3 separate regions of the Zea mays genome follow, and regions 2 and 3 are each linked to region 1. A link is a contact called in public Hi-C data. All regions are on one chromosome and are shown on one strand. Each heading gives the region's core, a stretch centred on a gene start, on an enhancer-like site or on the middle of the called end of the contact. The rest is flanking DNA. Distances are from core to core; before and after follow the strand shown. Region 1 holds the start of LOC103647091 (neurogenic protein mastermind-like). Region 2 holds the start of LOC100192531. Region 3 has its middle 53 kb from the start of LOC100501632.

Region 1 (3,892 bases), core at 904-3,403:
ATTTTGCTTTGCCAAACACGAACGTCATCCCGAGAGCACCGGATAGCCCAACATATGGGAGCTGCGCCAGTGAGAATGGTTTTTCTTACTTTAAGATTTATCCGCAAAAGCCAATTTCCTGACATACGGGAAACCGAAGTCGGTTACCTTAGCCAGTAGTTGTGGAAAGCAACTCTCCGGCTCGATTTAGCACCGCGACAATAAAAAAAGTGGTGCTCTATTATTTCGTTACCGTTGAAAGAGCTACATTTTTAACAGTTGCCCTTTCCCGTTACGCTTTGCTAAATTTTCCTTGGTAGCGGTTAGCTTTCGCCGAAGATACCGTAGGAAAAGCTTGATTTCTATAAGGTTCTTAGTCTCCAGATTAATCTATTGGTAAATGTAATATTTTGATTCATTACATGAAGATAGAAAGAATGAATGGTAAAATGTCGATTAATGTACTCCACGCCTGCACCGTCCAAAAATATAGTTTTTTTTAGGCCTCTTTTTTTCCATCGACGACGACGAACGTACATATAAACTACATTTATATGTTAATTAATAAATATCTGTTTAGTTCGAAAATAAATTATATTTTAGCACGGATGGAGTAATTACTAACTAATCGAGTATATGTTAATTCTGTCGATATGTACCGAGTGCTACCTCGCCGTGTGCCTATGGCATGAACAACAACCTGGAGTGGTCCTGGACAGAACAGGAACCATGGCGACTGGCACTACTGGTTCAACCATGGCCTGGCTCTCCCCACGCATTTCGCCGTCCGCTCTCTTGTTTGTCTCAGGCTGCTGAGGCCAAATCGTACAGTGAACCTTGTCCAAGCTACAGAAGTTTTATTTTTTTTTTCAAAAAAAAACGAGTTGCTGCTAGAAGACACTGACACGCTAACGGAAGAAGAGAAATTTTTGTGGGGGTACTTGAAGAAGAGTTACTACTGCTACCACTAGAGGACAGTAACAGACTAACAGATCAAAAGGAGAAGGGGGGAAAAAAGAGAGAGAAGCAGATGGCGTGGACGCGATGATGATGATCACTGAGGGTTGTTAATGCGCTGGCCACCGTCGTCTTCTCCATCCAAACTGACGCGCTCGGCAGTGGACGCCGCGTCGTCGTGCGCGGCCGGTCAGTGGCAGCAGATGGCTGGCGCGAGGCCTGCAGATGGCGTCCGGCTGGTAGCGATATACTTCAGTTAACCCTGTCCATCGTCACCACCAAAGTAAAATAAAATATAAAATTTGAAGAGTTTACTCTGCTTCGGAACGGCGGAGGATTCTTTCCCGTTTCCTGTGTTTTTTTATATGAAAATTAACCGATTCCTGTGAATTTTCTTTATGATTTCTCTAGAATTATTGCAATTCAAAGGAGCCCCGAAGAAACTACCCAACAAGTGATAGAAATTTAGGATGTATTTAAATACACTAGAGATAATAGTTAGTCGGCTAAAAAATCGTTAGCGAAATTAACTAGTTAATTATTAACTAATTTACTGAAAATAGCTAATATTTGAACCATTAACTAGTGTGTTTGGATGTCTTCGGTTAATTTTAGAGTATGTTTGGTTACTTTAGTCCAGTGACTAAAGTTTAGTCACTACCATGTTTGGTTCTAGCGACTAAAAGTATTCACAATGCATTAAATGAATCGTAAGAGGACTAAAATATCCTTTAGCAACCTTTCGTCATTAGTGCAACTGAAATAAAGAAGTGGCACAATATGAAATTTATATGGTTTATTCTTTTTTAGTCACCTCTTGAGAGGCTAGAGACTAAAACAATTTAGTATCTGTATTAGTTCTACCGTTTGACAATTTATGTTAAATAGGACTAAAATGGAACGGGGTCTTAGTCGTTAACTATTAGCTCTATTGTATCAAACATTCCTTAAGGTCATGGTATGGGTCATTTTTTATGTTTTCTTTTCGTTCAAAGAAACCGTACTGATAGGAAACAGTTGATATTTTACATGGCTCTAAAAGTTTATAATAATAAAGAATTTACCAACCCAGGTGGAATTAATAATAACAGGAGGACCTGTATCTAAAATTAGAAATCCTTGAAGGAGAACACAGGAAGACCACCCACCATGTCAGAGCCTATTTAAACCGCGCTTTGGGCAGCCATCTTTCACACAACACAAGAGCCTTCTCGCTCTGATCTGAGCAGGAGGAGGAAGAAAGCCAAAGGCCTTCCTTGCGCTTCCAGGGCAAAGAAGGTAATGGACTCCACTGCAGTACTCCACTCCGTTCCTCTATGTGCTTAGCTTTCTTGTAGACACTCCTAGAGTGAGGTAGGTGGGGCGGGGGTAGTCGGGAGCCAGGAGACGAGAGTCTCTCTTCCTCCTCCTACCTCCCAGTCCCACCTTTCTTTCTTTCTTTTTTCTTTCTTTTTGGGTTTCTCTTTCTCCTGGTCCGGTCCGGGAGACCTGCTGGACCAGACGGTGCCGACTCACTGCAGGCGTTCGCTTGACAGCCTTCCTATTACGAGACGAGCTCTTGGTTTTCCGCAGACACGGACTCTAACAAGCGAGGGCCTGTCATGGCCTGGCCTGCTGTTAAGTCTCGTCTCCTGCGTGACTGCGTCTCTCTTCTCTCTCTCTCGCTCTTTCTCCCGGAGTAGATTTTATTCCTATTCATTCCTCGTGTGAGTGAGGTCCCTCCGCTCCTCCTCTCTCTCTCTCTCTCTCCCTCTCCGCGGAGTGGAGCCGGAGTCGAGAGGCAGGCAGACGAGACGAGGAATGCTTCCTTCTTCCCATGCCGCCGCCGTCCCTGTTCTTCTCCTCCCTCCCTAATTCCAGTGCTCTCACGTACCAGATCTGAGGCCGCGGCGGAGCGTGACGACGACGAAGTCGGTCAGGATGAGCCGCGAGGATACCCTGAAAGTGCAGGTGAGTTCTTCTGTTTGCCTGTCATTTTAGTCAATCAGGCAGGGCTGGCCGCTGATCCCGGTTCGCGCTCACCCTGCATGCCATGTCTTCTCCTGCGGCGTTTTTCTGTCTGGGCGCACAGACCCTCGAGCTCAAGGTGAACATCCACTGCGACGGCTGCCTTAAGAAAGTCAAGAAGGTGCTTCACAAGATCGATGGTAAAACGTTCTCCTTCTTTATAAAGCCGCGAACCGCTTGCCTTTTTTTTGTTATTGTTTGCCGTTCTTTCGTGTTCGTCTTCTCTGCCTGCCAGGGTGAGACTTGAGAGTGAGACCAGCTCAGCCGGAGGGGAGAGGCTGCTCGCCTGCTCTCTTCTTCTCCGTAACAGAAACGATGGACGATAACCCTTGTGTCCATTCCGAAAATAACTTGTTTTCTTCTGTTCTAATACAAATGCGCTGGGCATGGATTGGTGGGTGTTGCAGGGGTGTACCAGAGCACGGTTAATGCGGCGGAGGGCAAGGTGACGGTGTCCGGGCTCATGGACCCGGACACCGTCATCAGGAAGCTGCACAAGGCCGGGAAGCCGGCGCAGCTGTGGGGCGCCACCGCCAAGCCTGCCGTGGCGACCCAGCTCGAGAAACTGCAGCTCAAGGATGCCGGGGGCAAGGGCCAGGGCCAGCCGCCCAAGAACGCAGGCGGCAAGGGTCAGCCGCCCAAGAACGCCGCCGGCAAGGGCCAGGGCCAGGGCCAGAAGCAGCAGCAGCCCAAGGGTGGAGCGGGCGGCGCCGGCGCCGGCGCGAAAGTGGTGGCGCTGCCGCACTCGCAGCCGACGCCGCAGCAGCTGATGCAGATGCAGCAGCAGATGCAGATGAACGGGATGAAGTTTGCTCATCCGGAGCTCATGGCCATGGGCGCAGGTCGCATGCCGATGCCGATGCCGTTCCCGGCGGCAGCGCAGGCGCAGGCGCAGGCCGCCGCGGCCAAGGACCCCAAGACCGTCAAGTTCGACCTCCCGGGGGGCGAG
Region 2 (3,892 bases), core at 917-3,416, 200 kb before region 1:
CAACTTTTAACTATGTTCTGAATGATGATGAACTTCATCACCGAACTAATGATGTCTTGCTTAAGTTTTTGGGCCCTGATGATGCTACATTAGCTACGACAGAAGTGCATGAAGGAATTTGTGGTACTCATCAATCGGCTCCTAAGATGAAGTGGCTTTTGAGGAGATCTGGGTTCTATTGCCCTGACTACAATTAGTTCCTGCCGTCGAACTGCATCCTATTATCAAACCTTGACCCTTTAGGGGATGGGGCTTAGATTTTGTAGGGGAAATTCATCCTCAATCATCAAAGGGGCATCAATTTGTGCTAGTTGCCATAGATCATTTCACCAAGTGGACTGAAGTCATTGCTCTAAAAACATGACATATATGGATATAATTAAGTTCATGTTTGAGCATATTATTCATAGATTCGGCATTCCCTAGACCTTTACTATAGACTAGGGGACTTCTTTCATGTCAAAAGAGGTATGTGAGTTTGCTGAATTGTATAAGATCAAATTGCTCAATTCATCACCATATTATGCTTAGGCCAATGGTCAGGCCGAGTCTAGCAATAGGACAATGATTAGCCTTATTAAAAAGAAGATATTTGATCATCCTATGTAGTGGCATAAGGTTTTGTCTGAGCCTTTATGGGTTCATAGAATATCTAAGCACCATGCTACTAAGGTTTCTTCTTTTGATGCTTGTGTATGGGCAGAAAGTTGTTTTGCTTGTGGAGATAAGTCTAAATGCTATCAGGTTTGTCAGGCAAAATGATTTAACTGTCGGTGACTATCATGATTTGATGATGGATAATATTGATGCGGTGACCAGCAAGAGAGTCATGGCTCTAAGGGAGATTGAGGAAGACAAGATCATGGTTGGGACCGAAAATTTGGCAAATGGTCCCCAAGTTGGGAAGGGCCTTAAAGAGTTACATATGCGATATCTGGTAATGCATATATGTTGCAGACTTTGTGAGGTGATGAACTACTCAATGCGTTGAATGGCCGCTTCTTAAAGCAATATGATCCTAGTGTATGACAAGATGCTTAGAGAAGAGATGGATTCACATTGAGTTGTTTACAACTGGTACCAGTGCTTTTGGTTCGCCTAAGCTTACACAAAGGTCGGGGCATATGTTGAGCACTATATTTGGCACTTGAGCACAGCCGGACGGTCCGCGGATGTAGCCCAGATGGTCCACGATTAGATTAGCTCTCAAGTAAAAGTCTCTTTCCCGCACATGCTTATCCACCCATCACGTGGGAACTTGTTGGGAAGCGCCTAGGAGCGAGTCAAGGCCTCCCCTATAAATATAAAGGAGTATGATCGACTGAGGGCATCCACAATTGCATCTATCAATACAATCTACCTTATTAGTAATTTAGATCTAGTTTAGCTTTTCCCCAATCCCATTCTTCATCCCTCTTTGACTCTACGTCGTCTAGGGACGTCTCGGGTGGCCTGCTGACCCCAGGGCATATCTTGGAACTCTCCTCCCTAACGGGGTCACTCGTTAGAGGTGAGTTCTAGAGTTTCTGAGAAAGAAGACGACTCTGTGGTGTCGCAGACCGTTCGGGCCCAGTATGTGGACCGTCTGGAATGACACAGAGAGCAGTCGCTCCTACAATGAGGTCGCGGACTATCCGGCCCTAAGCCTCAGACTGTCTGTGCTCCCGCAGAGAACATCGCCAGATGGTTCACCCTAGTGTTTGGCCCTAGATCAAGCCAACACAAGTATACTGCTTATTATGAAGGTTTTTGATAGCGACATATTTAGAGAATTGGTACTATATGCCTATTTTGTTACACGCACCCAAGGTATTCGATGGAATACTTATGAGTAATTAGTTTTTTTGCTTCTTCTCTTGCCGCTACCGTGCGACCGCAAGCCAGCAACAACCTTAACAAGATCAAATATTGCCGTCGGCTACCTTTAGATACGACCTGAATTTCCATGGTACCATTTCGATGAGTGGACAAGGCCAAGATTTCTGGCTCGATGTAGTTTTCCGATCGAGCTGGGCCCAACACTAAAACAATCTAACGACCCAACGACCTTTGGGTCCGGGCGTGGGCTGCAATTTTCAACCCATGGTCAGGTTTAGATGCGAGACAACAGAAGATTACCCCCGCCATTTGAACCTCCAAGTTCAGAAACTGACCCCCTCGTCCCTCCCCACCATCGCGATGGCTGACGACGCCGCGGCGGCGGCGTTCGCGCCCTCTCCCTCGCCACCGTCACCCGTAGCGCAACCTCTGCCCGACCTCTCCCCGCCGCCGCCCTTCTCCCCACCAGCCGGCACCCCTGCTTCCGGGGCGCAGACGCCGAGCCTCCCGGACACCCCGGCCTCCCTAGATCCGGACACCCCCTTCTCCGACGCCACCCCGACCCCCGCCGACGCCTCCGACGCCGCCCTCGCTTCGGACGACGGCATCACCAACCCGTCGGGGGGCACCGCCGGCAAGCACATGACGCTCGCGCCGCCCGCCCCGCCCGCCAAGAAACCGTCCAAGAAGAAGGGCGGCAACAGCGTCTGGACCCGCCCGGCCTCCCGCAAGGGCAAGAAGAAGGCGAGGCAGCCGGGCGGCCTCGGCCACGGCTCCGGCGGCCCCGCCGGGGCCGCCAGAGGCTCCAACCCTAGGCCCAACGCCGGCGGCGAGGAGGAGTTCCTCCTCGTCCCCGCGACCCGCCTCGCCGCCGAGCGCTCCGACGACGCGCCCGGCCAGCCTGTGCTCCTCTCCCGCGTCTTCAAGTCCGAGCGGATCGAGCTCTCAGAGGACCGCCTCACCGCGGCCAGCACCAAGGGATTCCGCATGGTGCGCGCGACCCGCGGCGTTGCGGCAGGGGCGTGGTACTTCGAGGTCAAGGTCGTGCACCTCGGCCCCACCGGCCACACCCGCCTTGGATGGGCCACCAACAAGGCTGACCTCCAGACGCCCGTCGGCTTCGACGCCTATGGGTTTGGGTACCGTGACGTCGATGGCGCCAAGGTGACTAAGGCTTGGAGGGACAAGTATGCTGATGAAGGGTACGGGGAAGGAGATGTCCTGGGGTTCTACATTTCTCTGCCTGATGGGGAGCGGTATGAACCGAAGCAGCCTGACCTGATTCAGTACAAGGGAATGCCTTTTCACGTCCAAGTCCCCAAGGAGGAGCAGAAGACGCCGGATCCTGTCCCTGGTGAGTACTTATTTAGTTGTTTTAGTAGATCTTGTGTCTGTGGTAGATTGCAATGCCAACTAAGGACACAGTACATTGTCAAGGTAAATTATGTCTTATTGAATAAGTGACCAGGTTTGTGTACAACATGATTACTTCTACAATTCTGTTAGTTATACAACAATAAGTAGGACTGCGGAAAAATTATACATCATAGGCAGAAATTGTGTACTGATGTTGAATTAGGCAGAAAATGTATTTCTCATGCTTTGCAGTTGTCTCTCTTGATACCGTTGTCCTTTGATTTATTTTCTCAGTTCACCTGTTAGGCTGCTGCACAAATTCATGACCCCTCTTCAGATACCATATAAGGCTACTTAAATGTGTAAGAACTTGATAGATCAGCATGGCAAACACTAGATACTAGTTTTCATTTTATTCATCTTATAATAATCTTCAAAGCCTAAACAATAATCCAATCAGTCATTTATTTTCATCTCAAGCTCATAAATTAACACATAATAAGGAAAGCGAACAGCAGCAAATGATGTCAACTGCTATCCTGAAAGCAGAATGTTAAGTTCATAATTTTTTCTGTATAGTTGATATTTGGAGAACTTGACAGTTATTTTTCTGCCCAGTCGGAAATAACGAACACCTTTATTAAGTAGTTTAAATGTTTAATCGACCCCCATTGTTTTCTTCTCAGTAGTATGTGCTTCTTTTCTTCAAGGGAGTGAG
Region 3 (3,892 bases), core at 778-3,277, 140 kb before region 1:
GGACTGCAGTCATCATGACTCCCGCTGATTACTCATGCGTTACTAAGACAGAGGGAGCAACACAGCGTCCAATAAAGATCTTGGTGTGCTATCAATATTAATTATTCACATAATGTATTTCTTCCATTATGCTCCTGGGCCCGTATGTCGGGGCTCAACATCCTTGTATGTGCCTCTCTTAAACTATAAAAGGGAAAGCACACAGCGTTACAAGGGATACACTCAATCACACACTCAATAGAACTTACACACAGTGGAGGTAGGGTATTACGCTCCGGCGGCCTGAACCACTATAATCCCTCGAGTCCTCTTGTGTTCATCCAAAATTCACCAAACAGGCAACCGCTTAGGCCCCCTCCTCATATTAGGATTAGGGCGAGTGCATTCCGCCACCCGGCCGGAGGATTTTCCCTCCGACAGAGGTCTTTTGTTGTTAGTTCGTCGATGCCTAGAGTGGCTCTGGGGTCTGATCGGGGTGAGCCATACTTAAGTTACTGTGGAGTTATTAGCTCGGCTCCATACATCAGCCTGAAGGGCGTGAACCCTGTCACGCGGGACTCCTTTGTGTTCAAGCCCCATAGTACTTTAGGTAATTGTTCTACCCACTTGCCCTTCTTGTCTTCGAGCAGTCTTTTTTATTGCAGTAAAGATCTTGCCATTTGTGCACTCTACAACTTCGTTGGATTATGGGTGGAAGACTGACACGCGCGGTGAATGGCAGCAGCGGTGGCCGGTGAAACAGACAGAGGAAGGTGTGAAAGAGCACTATTCATCGCTTGAAACCACAACTTGAGATCGAGTTTTCTCCTGATTTCATGTAGCCACACGTCGATCTCCAAGAATAGAAGTTGCTCATCAATCATAGCTCTACAACTTTGATATAAGGCTCGTTGATCAAAACTTAACAGATCGAGCAACAACAATGAAACTCTAAAAACTGAAGTTGATTTAGTTACTGTAACTAAAATCCTCCCCGTTTTGAATTTTCAAAATTACTTTCAAATTTGTATAACAACTTGAAAATCTCCAAAAAAAGTGTTCACTTTTTACAAGATCTACAACTATGGTTTTTGGACCATACCCAAATTCCTTTTAGATTTTGAAATTTTAAATTTGGGCAAAGAAAAGCAATTTAAATGTGATTTAAATTTCAAATTTGGATAGAAGTACTTGGATAACACACAAAAACAAAGTTGTTCTATTAGAAAAGATCTATCTTTCTTATTTGGTCTATAACCAAATTCTCATTATTTTGGAAGATGATATTTCGAATTTTAATCTTAAACAAGATTTTGATTTTAAGCACACTTTAGCCTAAAATCACATTCAATTTGAATTAACGTTGCCCTAGTTGATGCATACTAATGTTAAACATTCAAAATGCTTGCAATGCATATGATGACATGACCAAGTTTTTGTTATTATAACACCACGGGTGTTACAACTCTTTAATTGTATATGACCATAGGTTTATTCCTCAAAAACATAGGGTCTCTTTTAAAAAATTGCCACGGACAAATTTCATGCCCTCGCCTGGCCAACTAACTCCAGATCGATGTCTGAGATTTAAATATCGAAGGGGTACACAAGGATGTAATCACGACCACCCGATTCCCGATCAACGATCAACTTTGTTCCTTCCCCCACGACATCACTGCAGCGGCGACGCCCTCGCCTGAGTAACAATCGCGACGCTCGGGTACTCGAATTCCCAATAAAAACATGTGACTCTAAGCGAAGGGTAAGACGAATCCACGGTAAAGATGCTCACCGACTCGAATTCCTGATAAAAACGTGTGACTCTAAGCGAAGGGTAAGGCGAATCAACGAAAAAGATGTTCACCGATGATGGCAGAGCAGAGACTCCCGCCCATGGAGAGGTGTGAATTCTTAATAAAAACGATGGCTCTAGTGATGTACCCCCACACGACCACACATCAGACTCTGGACACGAGCACCCGTACGCGGGGCACACTCCTAGGGTGAAGACGCCCACATGAAAATACGGCTTCAGCGTCAGCCGGACTAGGTCGGTCTATGCGGTAAACGGGTCGTGGCCATCTCGGCCCAACCGATAGAGGGTGAGAGCGGGTGATGTTGGGCCGAGAAAAAGGTGGCTCGGACACATGGAGTTTTCTCTTTTTTTATTTTTTTTAGATTTTCTGTTTTTTTCCTATTTCAAATCTAATTGAAACAGACTTTATATTCAATTTAAACACAAGTGCAACGATCAAAATATCTAGCATGCATGCAACATAAATATATTTTTAGCATTTATTTAAAGAAATAATTTTAAAATGTATAATTCACACAAGAAAATAAAATTCAAATAACCCTTGTCTCTCTTAGAAAGAAAGAAAAAAACTACCTATACTCCTAAATAGACTTTTGGGGTTTACAACGTGGCGAGTGACCACCTGCTGGTTTCTTGGAATCGGTTAAGAACATGCCATCACTTGGTTCATAAATCACTGGAATAGAAAAGGAGACATCTTACAATTTGAAATCCATCGATTAATAAACTCTTGGAATAGATACAGATACAGAACTGTCCCTATTTGGATGGAGAGGCTAAGTTTTGATACCATTTAGAAGTATTAAATATAATCTAATTATAAAACTGATTATATAGATTAGACCTAAGCGACAACATGAACCTATTAAACATAATTAGTCCATGATTTGCTCATAGGATGCTATGTTACAGTAAACATTTTTTTAATCGTGTTAGTTTTAATAAATTCTTCTCATCATTTAGTCTTCGCATCTATAATTAATTTTATAATTAGATTATATTTAATACTCGTAATTAGTATTTAAATGTTAAACAGGAAATCTCACCTTGGCTGGTGCTGTGCACTGCAGCACTGAACTCTTCAGCAATCTTGATAAGGGTGGACAGCATCTGTGCTAACTTTTGCTGCAGCTGATAGCATATAAAAAGCATAAATAAATGTTTCCTTCAACTTGTTACGAGTTGTGACTGTTCCTGACACTCAACAGGGAATAGTGCGATTAGCCCATCACAGTTCACCCCTGCCTCTGAAATCAACAGGGAATAGTGCAATTAGCCCATCACAGAATCCACAATGTCTCCACTGCATGGAGTTGCATAGAACATGAGCCAATTGGGTCTTCCATGAACTGCAAGACAGGCAGATGGAGTCAACAGCAGGAGCCAAGATCAAGAATAGGGGAGATAAGCAAAGAATCGGTCATGAAGGCGATGATAGAGCTCATGGGCTGACCTAACGTGGGCATAGCAGAGGATACCTTCTTCTTCTCCCTCGGGACTCAGCTGTTACTGAAATGCGTCAACAGCACAGAGAAATGGCACAGACGTATCAGCATGGACAGAGAACCGAGAAGTAACTGGTTTCAGTACATAACAATTGCAATCCAGTGATTCAGTAGCACAGAACATATCCACGGTTCCCGTATTGTTGAACACTAAAAAGAGCACCGAACGGTTCGACCCTGAGGCCGGACGGTCCGCGACTGTGGGTTGGACGGTCCGCGCAAGCGCCGAACAGATTATGGTTCCGAGTTTTGGCGAGAATCTCGGGATTAGCTCGGAATTTTGTTGGTAACGGTCCAGCCCCCCTCCACTATAAAAGCAGAGGAATAAGGCTGATTTAATCAATCAATCGAACCCTCAGTCAATACAATTTACATTTATTCTTAGTAGTAGTTCTAGGTTAATCTTTCAATTCCCAAATTCTTCGCTTCTCTTCAACTCTTACGTCGATTAGAGAAGTCTAGCTCGGCCTGCCGAGCCTAGACACCTCCTAGGATCTCTCCTCCTCGACGGGGTCCCTCCCGGTAGCGAGATCTAGGCGCCGCCGGTGACCTCCGCCGCCCCTGCGTACGCGCGGACGGTCCGGCCCCAGGG

What was found. Hi-C and Micro-C count contacts between places; a contact is called where the count stands out from the background.
Region 2: a Hi-C map of ear shows a contact between it and region 1, with 3 times the contacts expected there. The contact joins the promoter of LOC100192531 here to the promoter of LOC103647091 in region 1. A contact is called at or near these places in 8 of 25 Hi-C or Micro-C datasets (bundle sheath, ear, leaf and 2 more).
Region 3: a contact with region 1 is called in a Hi-C map of tassel, with 2.9 times the contacts expected there. The contact joins the enhancer-like site here to the promoter of LOC103647091 in region 1. A contact is called at or near these places in 5 of 25 Hi-C or Micro-C datasets (ear, leaf, leaf mesophyll and 1 more).

What each region holds. Positions count from the first base shown.
Region 1 is chr2:149,089,876-149,093,767 of Zm-B73-REFERENCE-NAM-5.0, reverse strand. It overlaps LOC103647091 (neurogenic protein mastermind-like), which reads left to right and starts at 2,153. Exons shown (of 4, transcript NM_001301531.1): 1 at 2,153-2,214; 2 at 2,813-2,886; 3 at 3,008-3,083; 4 at 3,351-3,892. The coding sequence starts at 2,857.
Region 2 is chr2:149,289,138-149,293,029 of Zm-B73-REFERENCE-NAM-5.0, reverse strand. It overlaps LOC100192531, which reads left to right and starts at 2,166. Exons shown (of 2, transcript NM_001137750.1): 1 at 2,166-3,172. The coding sequence starts at 2,179.
Region 3 is chr2:149,229,011-149,232,902 of Zm-B73-REFERENCE-NAM-5.0, reverse strand. No RefSeq gene overlaps it. Among protein-coding and RNA genes, the nearest start is that of LOC100501632, 53 kb to the left of the region's middle. Within about 2 kb of position 2,027, at least 15 of the 20 cell types and tissues checked have an H3K27ac peak or open chromatin away from gene starts, as enhancers often do. A contact at or near this core is called in ear, leaf, leaf mesophyll and 1 more, where this site is marked.